2 separate regions of the Mus musculus genome follow, and region 2 is linked to region 1. Evidence: chromatin contacts called from public Hi-C data. All regions are on one chromosome and are shown on one strand. The core of a region is the stretch at or near the end of the contact, and the rest is flanking DNA. Distances in the headings are between cores, read along the strand shown.

Region 1 (4,947 bases), core at 1,518-4,017:
AATCTTCTAATGTCAGGAAAGATGACACTTAAGCAAGTGAGGACCAACCTTAATTATGGCCTCCGCTATATCTATAAAACTTATTTAATCACAGTATTTCTTGTGTTCTTCCTGCCTTGAAAGTTTCAGGGTGTCTTCTTGTCTTTGCATGGATGTCTAAGGCACAACTTTTACTCTGGAACTTGGAAAAGGTGTGCTGCTTCAAGTTATAGTACTCTTTTGAATCTAAATATTCAAATATTTAGTATGAAGGGCAAACCGTTCTTCAGCGCTTTTCTTTTTAAAGAGGCCTGTCCTTCACTCCCCATAGAATCAGCTCCAGTCCCTAAAACAGGACTCATAATCTAGCAATTTATCTTCAATAGAGAAATGAATAGATAACATAGAGAAAATTAATTCTTTCTCTACCTGATTTCAACTTGCTTTGTTTTACGTTGTCAAATTTGGCAGCTCAATTAACTTTCAGATACAAAGAACAACATTCCAGTCAAAAGTATTAGTGTTTCCCCTTGCGTTCTGAGTTGAATTGCCTTAATAAAAAATAGTATGGAATGGGAGTTTGGAAGCTCTCAAGATTAATATGAAAATTAATAAGATTAATGTACTGAATGTCCAGGGAAGGTCCACACAGCCCATTCTTCTCACACACTCTTTTTTTTTTTTATTAGATATTTTATTTATTTACATTTCAAACTTTCCTGGTTTCCCCTCTGAAAGTCTCCTACCCCCCTACCCCTGCTCACCAACCCACCCACTCCTGTTTCCTGGCCCTGGCATTCCCCTACACTGGGGCATAGCTGCTCACACACTCTTAGCAGTGATAGAAGAACACTTAATACTGACATATCTCAAGCAGATGTCTGGTAAGAAGCGGCATCAGAGGAAAGCCAAGTTTCCTTCCAAAGGGTGCCAGCACTTTACCTTTGTCTCCTAGTTTTAAGACTAGTGGAAAAGATGAATAAATAAAAGCAGAAGTTCTTGGAACCCCTGTGGTCAGAAGGAAGCTGTAAACTCTGTTTGGAAAGAGCCGAGTTGACTGTACAGCATCTAGAAGGAAGGCTTGAGCTTCCTCCGCCTTCCGAAGAAGAAGCCTCAGCGTTGAAAAAGTACTGTCGAGAGATCTCGTTATCAGTCAGGGTGTGCCAAATATGTCACAGCACGGGTGGACTAAGACGGGCATCTCCAAGAAACCGGACAGAACACTCCCTACTTCTCTCCGAATGCTTTGGCAATATGGACATCTCTCTTCTCCATGCAGCTGGGTGAGTGGGGAGCAAAGTTGACTGAGATCAGGTCCTACAAGGAGAAATCAAGAGGATTCTCAAACTAAAGGAGGAAGTGTGTAAGACCTGGGTCTCTTGGGAAATGCTTCCCGGCCCCTTCTCCGATCCTTAAATCCTCTTCGGTCTTACTTTGCTGCTGCTAGCTTTCATATTACTCTCTGTGTATTACAGGTCTGTCCTCACAGGAACGTGCCCCCCACCCCACCCCACCCCACCCCACCCCCTAGACTCCAAATGATGAGCTGGTGCTTTCTGAAGCCATTCTTATATACTATTTAACCCAAAGCTACTGCCTTCATTTTAAGTGGCCAGTTCAAGCCAATTTTAAAGGGTCCACACCAGATAGTTTGACCATACAAACTCGACTGAATTGTGATAATAGTGTCTGTAATTAGAATACTGCATTGACATGCCTGCTGGCATGTTGTCCTCTGTACATATTAAATACATCCCCTAAAATTATTTTTGATTAATCCTTCAGGGTTCATCATGCAACTTGTTACTGTCCCTTCTTTCTGCAACTGTCAAGCTTCCGTGGATCACAAGCACATGGCTGGGTTCTGAGCTCTGAGAATGTGTGTGTGTGTGTGTGTGTGTGTGTGTGTGTGTGTGTATGTGTGTGTGTGTGTGTGTGTGTGTGTGTGTGTGTGTGTGTAGACAGAAATATCAAAAGCAATAATAATGAAGAAAGTCTTATTGACTCTCTGTGTGACAGAGACCACCAACCCACTTACACATGCAGGGATAGAGAAAGAAAGCCTCCTTTATAAAGCTCCCTCCCATTTCTCTCTTCTTCCCTTGCTCCCATTGGCCACCGATTTAGCACAGGCGTTAGAAAAGCAGCCGCTTGTAAAGGGCAAGATAGTAAATATTTCAGACTTTGCAGGCCATAAGGTCTCAGCTGCAACCGCTTAGCTCTGCATTTGAAGCTTGTAAGCAGCCAGAGACAGTGCGTAAGTGAATGGGTGTGGCAGCGTTCCAATAAAACTTTATTCATGGGTATTGAAATTTGAATTTCATATCATTTCCATGTGTCACAAAATATTCTTTTGATTCTTTTCGACTATCTAAACGTGAAGAAGCCATGCTGAGCTTAGAGGGTGAATGAAAAAGGGGAGGCAAGATGGGTTGGGCTCGCCGGCCACAGTTTGCAGCTCTCTGCTTTGACACCACCAGGGTATAAAGAATCAAAGTCACTTTCTTGGCTCTTCGGGGGTGGGGGGAAGCCCTGTTTAACAAGTTCATTTTGACAAGTCCCTCTGGCCACAGCCAGACACCATGTATAAGGAGGAGCTTTCCCACAGCCTTCCAATGCTTCCATCTCTTAAGCCAGCGGTGTCTCTCTCTGATGCGGCAGAAAACCTTCTTAGCAGCTTACCGGCTGCACTTGTGTTCTCCAGTGTCCCAGACACCAGATCTCATTATGACTGTGCTGCTCTAAGTCATCCGTGCCAATTTGCTTTGGCCATCTAAAAAAAGCTGCCTCCGCCCGGCACTGTGGGTAAATTCAGTCAGTAGTGGAAATAGTCAGGCCATTGCTCTCTGGAAACAAGCCCAGAGGGAACTTTGGGCAGTGGGATTCTTGCAAAGTGCCAAACCACAGCTACAGAGGGGATGTGAAGGGAGGAGACTGCCACAGCCCAGGAAATAGCCAGCTGGAGAAGGATGTCAGCCAGCTATGAAGAGGCGAGGCCCCAGCAGAGCATCAGCTGCTGGCATCATGTCCTTTCTAGCTTAGCGGCACCGCGAGAACCTTCACTGCTCTATGATTGCTACTGTGCTCACAGCCCTTCCTAAGTAGCCCACTCATCTGTCCACTGTTCCAACATCAGCCTGTTTTGATTAGAATAACAGAGAGCTCCAGGTTCTAGACTGGACTTCTGCACTCCTCGGTCCAGGAAAAGAAAGTAAAGAAAGTGTCTTCTGCAAACAGGAATCTTTCCATATAATACTCCAGCCATCAATAGTCATTCATTCCACGCCAAGAAGTTTCCTCTGTACAATTTCTTCTGTATTTTTAACTCTTCTTGTTCTCGTTCTCGTTCTCGTTCTCGTTCTCGTTCTCGTTCTCCTCCTCCTCCTCCTCCTCCTCCTCCTCCGCCTTCTTCTTCTTCTTCTTCTTCTTCTTCTTCTTCTTCTTCTTCTTCTTCTTCTTCTTCTTCTTCTTCTTCTTCTTCTTCTTCTCCTTCTTCTCCTTCTTCTTTGTTGTCATCGTCATTTTCTTTTTCTTCTTTGACATCTTCATCTTCTTTTTCCTCTCCTCCTCCTTTCTTCCTCTCCTCCTTCCTCTACCTCCTCCTCTTCTCCTCTCCCTTCTTTTTCTTCTTCGTGTCCAGAGAATGTTCCAGAGATCTTTGTGAGCACCCAGCTTCTGCATCATTTTGATTTGTAAAAAAATTGGATTTCTGGGTCTGTCTCTCCTCGAATTTTTAAGACAATGAAAGTAAACACAGTGTGCCTACCCTGGGACATCCAATTGCTGTAGGCCTAAGCCCATCTTCTCTCACTGAGGCCCAACTAAAAAGTCCAGTTAGGGGAAGGGGATCCAATGGCAGGCAACAGAGTCAAAGACAGTCTTTGCTCAAATTGTTATGAGACCCACATGAAGACCAAGCTGCACATCTGGTACAAATGTGTAGGGGGGCTAGGAAAAGCCTCTGCATCCTCTTTGGTTGGTAGTTCAGTCTCTGTGAGGCCCCATGGATCCAGATTAGTTGACTCTGAATGTCTTCTTGTGGTGTCCTTGGCCTCTCCAGTTCAGTCAATTCTATCCCCCACTCTTCTGCAAGACTGCCCAAGTCCCACCTGATTTTGGCTATGGGTCTCTGCATCTGTTTCCATATGCTGCGTTGGATGAACCTTTCAGGAGAGAGTTATGCTACATTCCTGTCTACAAGAATAGCATAGTATCATTAATAGTATCAGGGATTGCCTATCTTACATGGGAGATGTTTCAAGTTGGGCAGGTCGATGGTTGCCCATTTCCTCAATCTCTGCTCCATCTTTATCTCTGTGAATCCTATAGGCAGAACAAATTTTGGGTTGAAGGTTTTAGGGGTGGGTTGATGTCCCCTTCCCATTAGTACATTTCATTGGTTAATAGATAGGAGAGCCTGCTGGAGATGTTGGGTGCCTGCCATGGCTTTATTCATGTTTGTCATTTTTTTTTGCATCGCCCCTGGTGTCTGCTCTCTTTCCATCCAGTCACCCTGATGTTCTCTCAGTGGTCGTGAGGATGAGAAGGCACCAGGACCCACTGACCCCAGTCTCCAGCAATGCATGGATAGATTAGAATATTGGATTTCCCACATTTCTTTTTAGCTTCACTTTTTGTATCTACCAACTGAATATTCTAAATAAACACATACACATTTATGGTATATAATATTGATATAAATAATTAACTTAATCATAAGACCAAATGACTCATAATTATATAAAAAATAATTGATGCTAGAAGTGGTGATATGTGCCTGCAATCCCAGTACTTAGAAGGTTGAGACAAGAAGATTGTTAGTTCAAGATCAGATAGGGCTACTTGGAAAGTTCAAGGTCACCCTCAGAACCTAAAACTATGTTTAGCAAGACCTCACCTCGATAAAGCAGTAGTGGGAAGAATATCCACAAGTAGCATTTTAATGTTAGTTAGTTCTTTTCTTTATTT
Region 2 (4,947 bases), core at 1,644-4,143, 98 kb before region 1:
ATACGCACCAAGTAAAATCTACTTTAAAAAAAAAAACAAAAAACTGTGTGATATACGCCCCTGACCCTAGCAATGGAGGAAACTGTGGTAGAAAATCTAACGTGCAGGCTACATAGTCGGACTCCAGTGGTCTTAAAGTGCTAAGACCCCCCAAAGCAACAACAAAAACCAAGCCAAACAACAGCAAAACTCCCTCTGTGACCTGATACCATGCTTCCTAGGCTGCATGCTTCCTAGACTGGAAGGAGCCTGCCTTCAGCATATGAGAGAACCACTCTTAAGGGGCTCTTCTGGGTGTTCTCCGGCACTGCAGGAGCAGTGCACCTATCTCTTTTGATCTTCACCTCCTGATTATGACACCCCGGAAGTAAGCTCAATCAAAACAAGGGTTCACAAATGGAGAATAGGCTGCACAGGAAATGGCAACTGTCTCCCCCTGTATCATCTGTGAGCTTGCTTCATCTTTTCCTAAATAACTTGAAGATGACTGTTCTTGTTCTTTTTATTATTATTATTATTATTATTATTATTATTATTATTATTATTTATTGAAGCAACAAGGACACTGCTTAGCCTCAGGTGTGGACCTATTCATACCTCCAGAAGGAACATAAAAAGTAGAAAGTGCCAAAACTTCCTCCACCCCCACCCACGCCCCCCACCCACCCCTGGTTTCAACTGTGGGCCTATGTTCTTGGTGAGCTGAGCTCTGCTCATTTAGAGTAGGTGTATTAATCAAGAATCATCATTACATCAGAATATGGGGAGAGAAGTGGCACATATGTGTATTTCTAGGAAAAGATACTTAACACGTTGATCATTGACATTGCTAGTAGTATGCTGAATGTGATAATATGAGCTCACCACCACCACCACATTATTCCACCATCTCCCGGCATCTATGCAAGGTTCAGATCCACTGACTGGTAGGTCTGCGTGGAGCCAGGAAAATCTGATTTATTGTTAGTTATTTGTCCCCCTTTATTATTCCTAATATTCACTTTTAAACAAAATTTTAAAACCTGTTCATTGTTTTCAAATATTTTAAAGATCTGTGGGTAACTAGCCTTGCTACACAATTGCACATATTCCTAATAAAAGCCAGATAAGTACATAGGATTTAATCCATGTTAGACTTTCAACAAACCACAGGAAATTCTTCGGGATGAATGGAGTTTGGGGTAGAATTGAGGCAACATTAAAAGTTACTTGGAAGACACTTAAGTTCTGAAATCCACCAAACAGATATTTAAATATTGTTCATAATATCCCTCCTAGCTCAACTTCAGGGTTATATTTGTACAAGACTGTCATTGGCTATTGTGGGGGTGGGGGGCTTCCTAAGAATAACTATTATAGATAAAGCGGTGTCGTGAATAATTCTAGCAGATCCAGAAGCTAAGGGGCTACAAAGGACATCTCAGCTCACCCTCTCCAACAAGGATTTCAGATCATTTCTTCCTTTTCAGTCTCATACAACAGTTGCTTGTGGTCTCAGATTTATCGATCTGTTCTTAAACATTATCCATTCACATTTCTTATCTTTTGTTATTTCATGACAACTGTCTCTTTTAGCACTGTGATGGTTGGATAAAAGACTGACTTTAATAAAAGTCATTATTACATACATTACCGCTAATTTATAAGCACGGCATTCTTATGTCCATGTTGTTTCTTATTTTACACACTGGGCGAAACCCCTTCAAATTCATTCTCTGATTTAGGTTCAGCACTTCTTTTCCAGGAGGTCCTCTGTTATCTCCCTAGAGGGTTATTCCTCCTGTCCTGTCCTGTCCTGGACGAGGTTTGATTTGGGATCAAAAGCAAGCCCTCTCCTGCTCAGCGATATGAAACACTAATGAGAAAGCCGGGAGCTAAGCCTTCGGGTTTCTTATCTTCTTCTATTAACCCACCGCTGGGAACAGGGAACCAGGGAAAGAGGACTGACCAGGCTCAGGGACCCTGTCCGCTCTGGCTCAGAGCCACTTTGATCTCATGTGTCTGCTTAATCAAGTTCATCTACTGCTGGGATTGACCAGATTCAAAGAACCACATTAAATAGTTTGATTATCGGGTGCCTATTTCCCTCTCCCCTCCATCCCTGATTTAATTTCCAAACGGCAGTCTCTCGCCTCCACCCCCAACCCCCCCAAACTCACCATCAAAAGCGAATTAGTTCTTCCCTTGGCATCCTCATTTGATGTGCAAATTTTCTTGTCTTTGCACATTTTTTTTTCTCCTGGTGTGTGTAGGGTTGGGTGGGGGGAGGGAGGGAGTGGGAAGTGGGGAAGCAACTAGACAAACTTAAAAGACAAGAACCTCATTTGCAAATCGCAACGCTAAAGGGTTAATCAGCAACTATAGGAGCCACCTGGGCTTTTCACAAAACCTTTGATGAATGGCTGCTCGCATTGTATTTAATACTGAATATTATTTGCGTGCGCAGAAAGCGAGGGTACTCATATGGGGAAGAGAAGAAACGTGGTTTTGTATATTCTATCACTTTTAACTCTGACAAGGATTTCAGACAGAACTAACCCAGCCCCACAGCAGAACACTCAAGCTCACAGAGTGCACCCTCCCGCCATTTATTTATTTATTTATTTATTTATTTATAAGTTTGGGCTAGGCTCTAATGCTCTAGTGCTCTAGTGACCCACACTCTAAGGTGAGCTGGACAAGGGGACCACAGTGCAAGGGAGGGGCGAGGGGAGAGTGTCAAAGTCCTCCCTGCTTCCGACACACAAACACTCCCCCTCCCAGCTCCTCCCAAAGCTTTGAAATCCCATCCCGGCTTTGTTGTCTTCCCTGAGGAGCTGGGAGGGCTGGGAGCCTGAGTATAAAGGCAGCCAGAGGTGGCGGTGGCGGTGCAGAGCTGTGCGCCTGGCAGCCAGAGACTCCACCAGCGGAGGTCCCGAAGTTGAGGTTCCGCAGTCCAGACTCTGCAGCCAGCCGCCGTGCAAAGTGACCTCTCTTTTCCTGACCTTTGCCTGTTTGCGTCCTTCGGAGATGATGGTTGTGTGTGCAGCGGCAGCTGTCCGGTTCTTGGCCGTGTTTACAATGATGGCTCTCTGCAGCCTCCCTCTGCTAGGAGCCAGTGCCACCTTGAACTCAGTTCTCATCAATTCCAACGCGATCAAGAACCTGCCCCCACCGCTGGGTGGTGCTGGGGGGCAGCCGGGCTCTGCTGTCAGTGTGGCGCCGGGAGTTCTCTATGAGGGCGGGAACAAGTACCAGACTCTTGACAACTACCAGGTAAGAGGGGTGCTGTGATCCCGACGGGGGTCTCAGAAAGATCTAGGTGTGTGAGATTTGGGGTGTGTTTGGAATCACTGCATTAAGAGCAGCGCGCTTAAGGGGCTTTTGAAGAGGCAGATGGGGACCTTGAAGGTGTGGGTACCAGGATGCTTGAGTTGCTCACCAGTCCGCTCCCTTCCCACAGCCCTACCCTTGCGCTGAAGATGAGGAGTGCGGCTCTGACGAGTACTGCTCCAGCCCCAGCCGCGGGGCAGCCGGCGTCGGAGGTGTACAGATCTGTCTGGCTTGCCGAAAGCGCAGGAAGCGCTGCATGAGGCACGCTATGTGCTGCCCCGGGAACTACTGCAAAAATGGTGAGTCTTGGACTCCTTTTTAAATTAGAACCACCTTGCCTTTGAGGACCCAGGAATCAAATGAAATGCTCTGGTTCTGTCAAAGCTAAGGTGGCGCCACCTGCAAACGCGTGCTCATGCAAGGGTTCTCCTGACACATCGTCACTGGCTTGTGTTTGAGCACTTGAAAGTTTATCTTTCCTTGCCTCCCTCTGTGATCTAACAACAAGACCTGAAAGTGGACCCTTCCATCAAACAATTATCTTCAGGGAGCCTTGGGGCACTTGAGAAAGGGGGAGAGGTCGTTCTGAAAGGGGAGCCAGACGTTTTTTTCTTAAGGTGGACTCTGCGTGGCTTTGCCAGTCTCTCTTTCCTCTAAGGCTATTACAACTGTTGTCAACGGGGAGCTAGAATGATTAATCTCTGCTGGCCAGCTTTTAAAAGAGATCTCTGTACCGCTTACACCCCTAGCTCTCCATCCCTTCTCCCCTTTCCCTCCACCCTCAACTACCTTCAAAGAAGTACTGCCCCCACACACACACACACACAACCACAGATCCACAAAATGTTAATGTCTCAAAGAAGTCTCCAGAAATAAACTTGAGGGGTGGCTAACTTCCTAGGTTACAGCAGCATTCCAGAGTCAACTCACTAAAATCTCCGTAATATCAAAATTATACAGTAAAGTAACTAGCGGGTGAGATCGCAGTCTTCCAGGCAGCCGGAACTGCATTGCGCAGCTAGCACCCAGAGCAGAGAAGTTATTTTTTAAGATTAATTTCTTTTAAGTGACTGGATTTCTTTTTCCTAGCCCAAAGGGTAATATTAAAATAGACAGAAAAGTCTCTACTGCCTCCACTACAATTAGTAGGAAAGCATTTAAAATGGCTATACCTGAGGCGTTCCATACGATTCGACAGTACACTCATTGATACTGCTTTCTCTGGGGAGTTTTGGTAAATAGAAAGGCAGCAACAGCAGTGAGGTAACTCACAGTGGTGTCTGTATAACCCACTGCTCCTGTCTTGGCTATTAGCAGCAACAAACTACAGCCTGAGGATTAATCACTATTTCTGGTTTTCTTAGGAATATGCATGCCCTCTGACCACAGCCATTTTCCTCGAGGGGAAATTGAGGAAAGCATCATTGAAAACCTTGGTAATGACCACAACGCCGCCGCGGGGGATGGATATCCCAGAAGAACCACACTGACTTCAAAAATATATCACACCAAAGGTAGTAAAGGGGCTTTCAGGCTCAGCCTTTCCCATTTAATATATCAGAAGTGCATTTAGAATTGTCTCAGTGGGATGGTACAGGCCTCGCAGTAACTGTAATTTTCCTTCTGTCTCCTTCA

Evidence for each region. Hi-C and Micro-C count contacts between places; a contact is called where the count stands out from the background.
Region 2: a contact with region 1 is called in a Hi-C map of the N1E-115 cell line, with 8 times the contacts expected there. A contact is called at or near these places in 10 of 39 promoter capture datasets (the 3T3-L1 cell line, the HPC-7 cell line, HPC-7-derived erythroid cells and 7 more), 5 of 484 Hi-C or Micro-C datasets (the N1E-115 cell line, embryonic stem cells and undifferentiated spermatogonia), 9 of 130 datasets of targeted methods (craniofacial prominence, embryonic midbrain, embryonic stem cells and 2 more) and 4 of 9 other capture datasets (adipose tissue, embryonic stem cells, macrophages and 1 more).

The regions. Positions count from the first base shown.
Region 1 is chr19:30,448,956-30,453,902 of GRCm38.p6, reverse strand. No RefSeq gene overlaps it. Among named protein-coding and RNA genes, the nearest start is that of Gm36319, 56 kb to the right of the region's middle.
Region 2 is chr19:30,547,442-30,552,388 of GRCm38.p6, reverse strand. It overlaps Dkk1 (dickkopf WNT signaling pathway inhibitor 1), which reads left to right and starts at 2,893. Exons shown (of 4, transcript NM_010051.3): 1 at 2,893-3,255; 2 at 3,443-3,611; 3 at 4,677-4,826. The coding sequence starts at 3,010.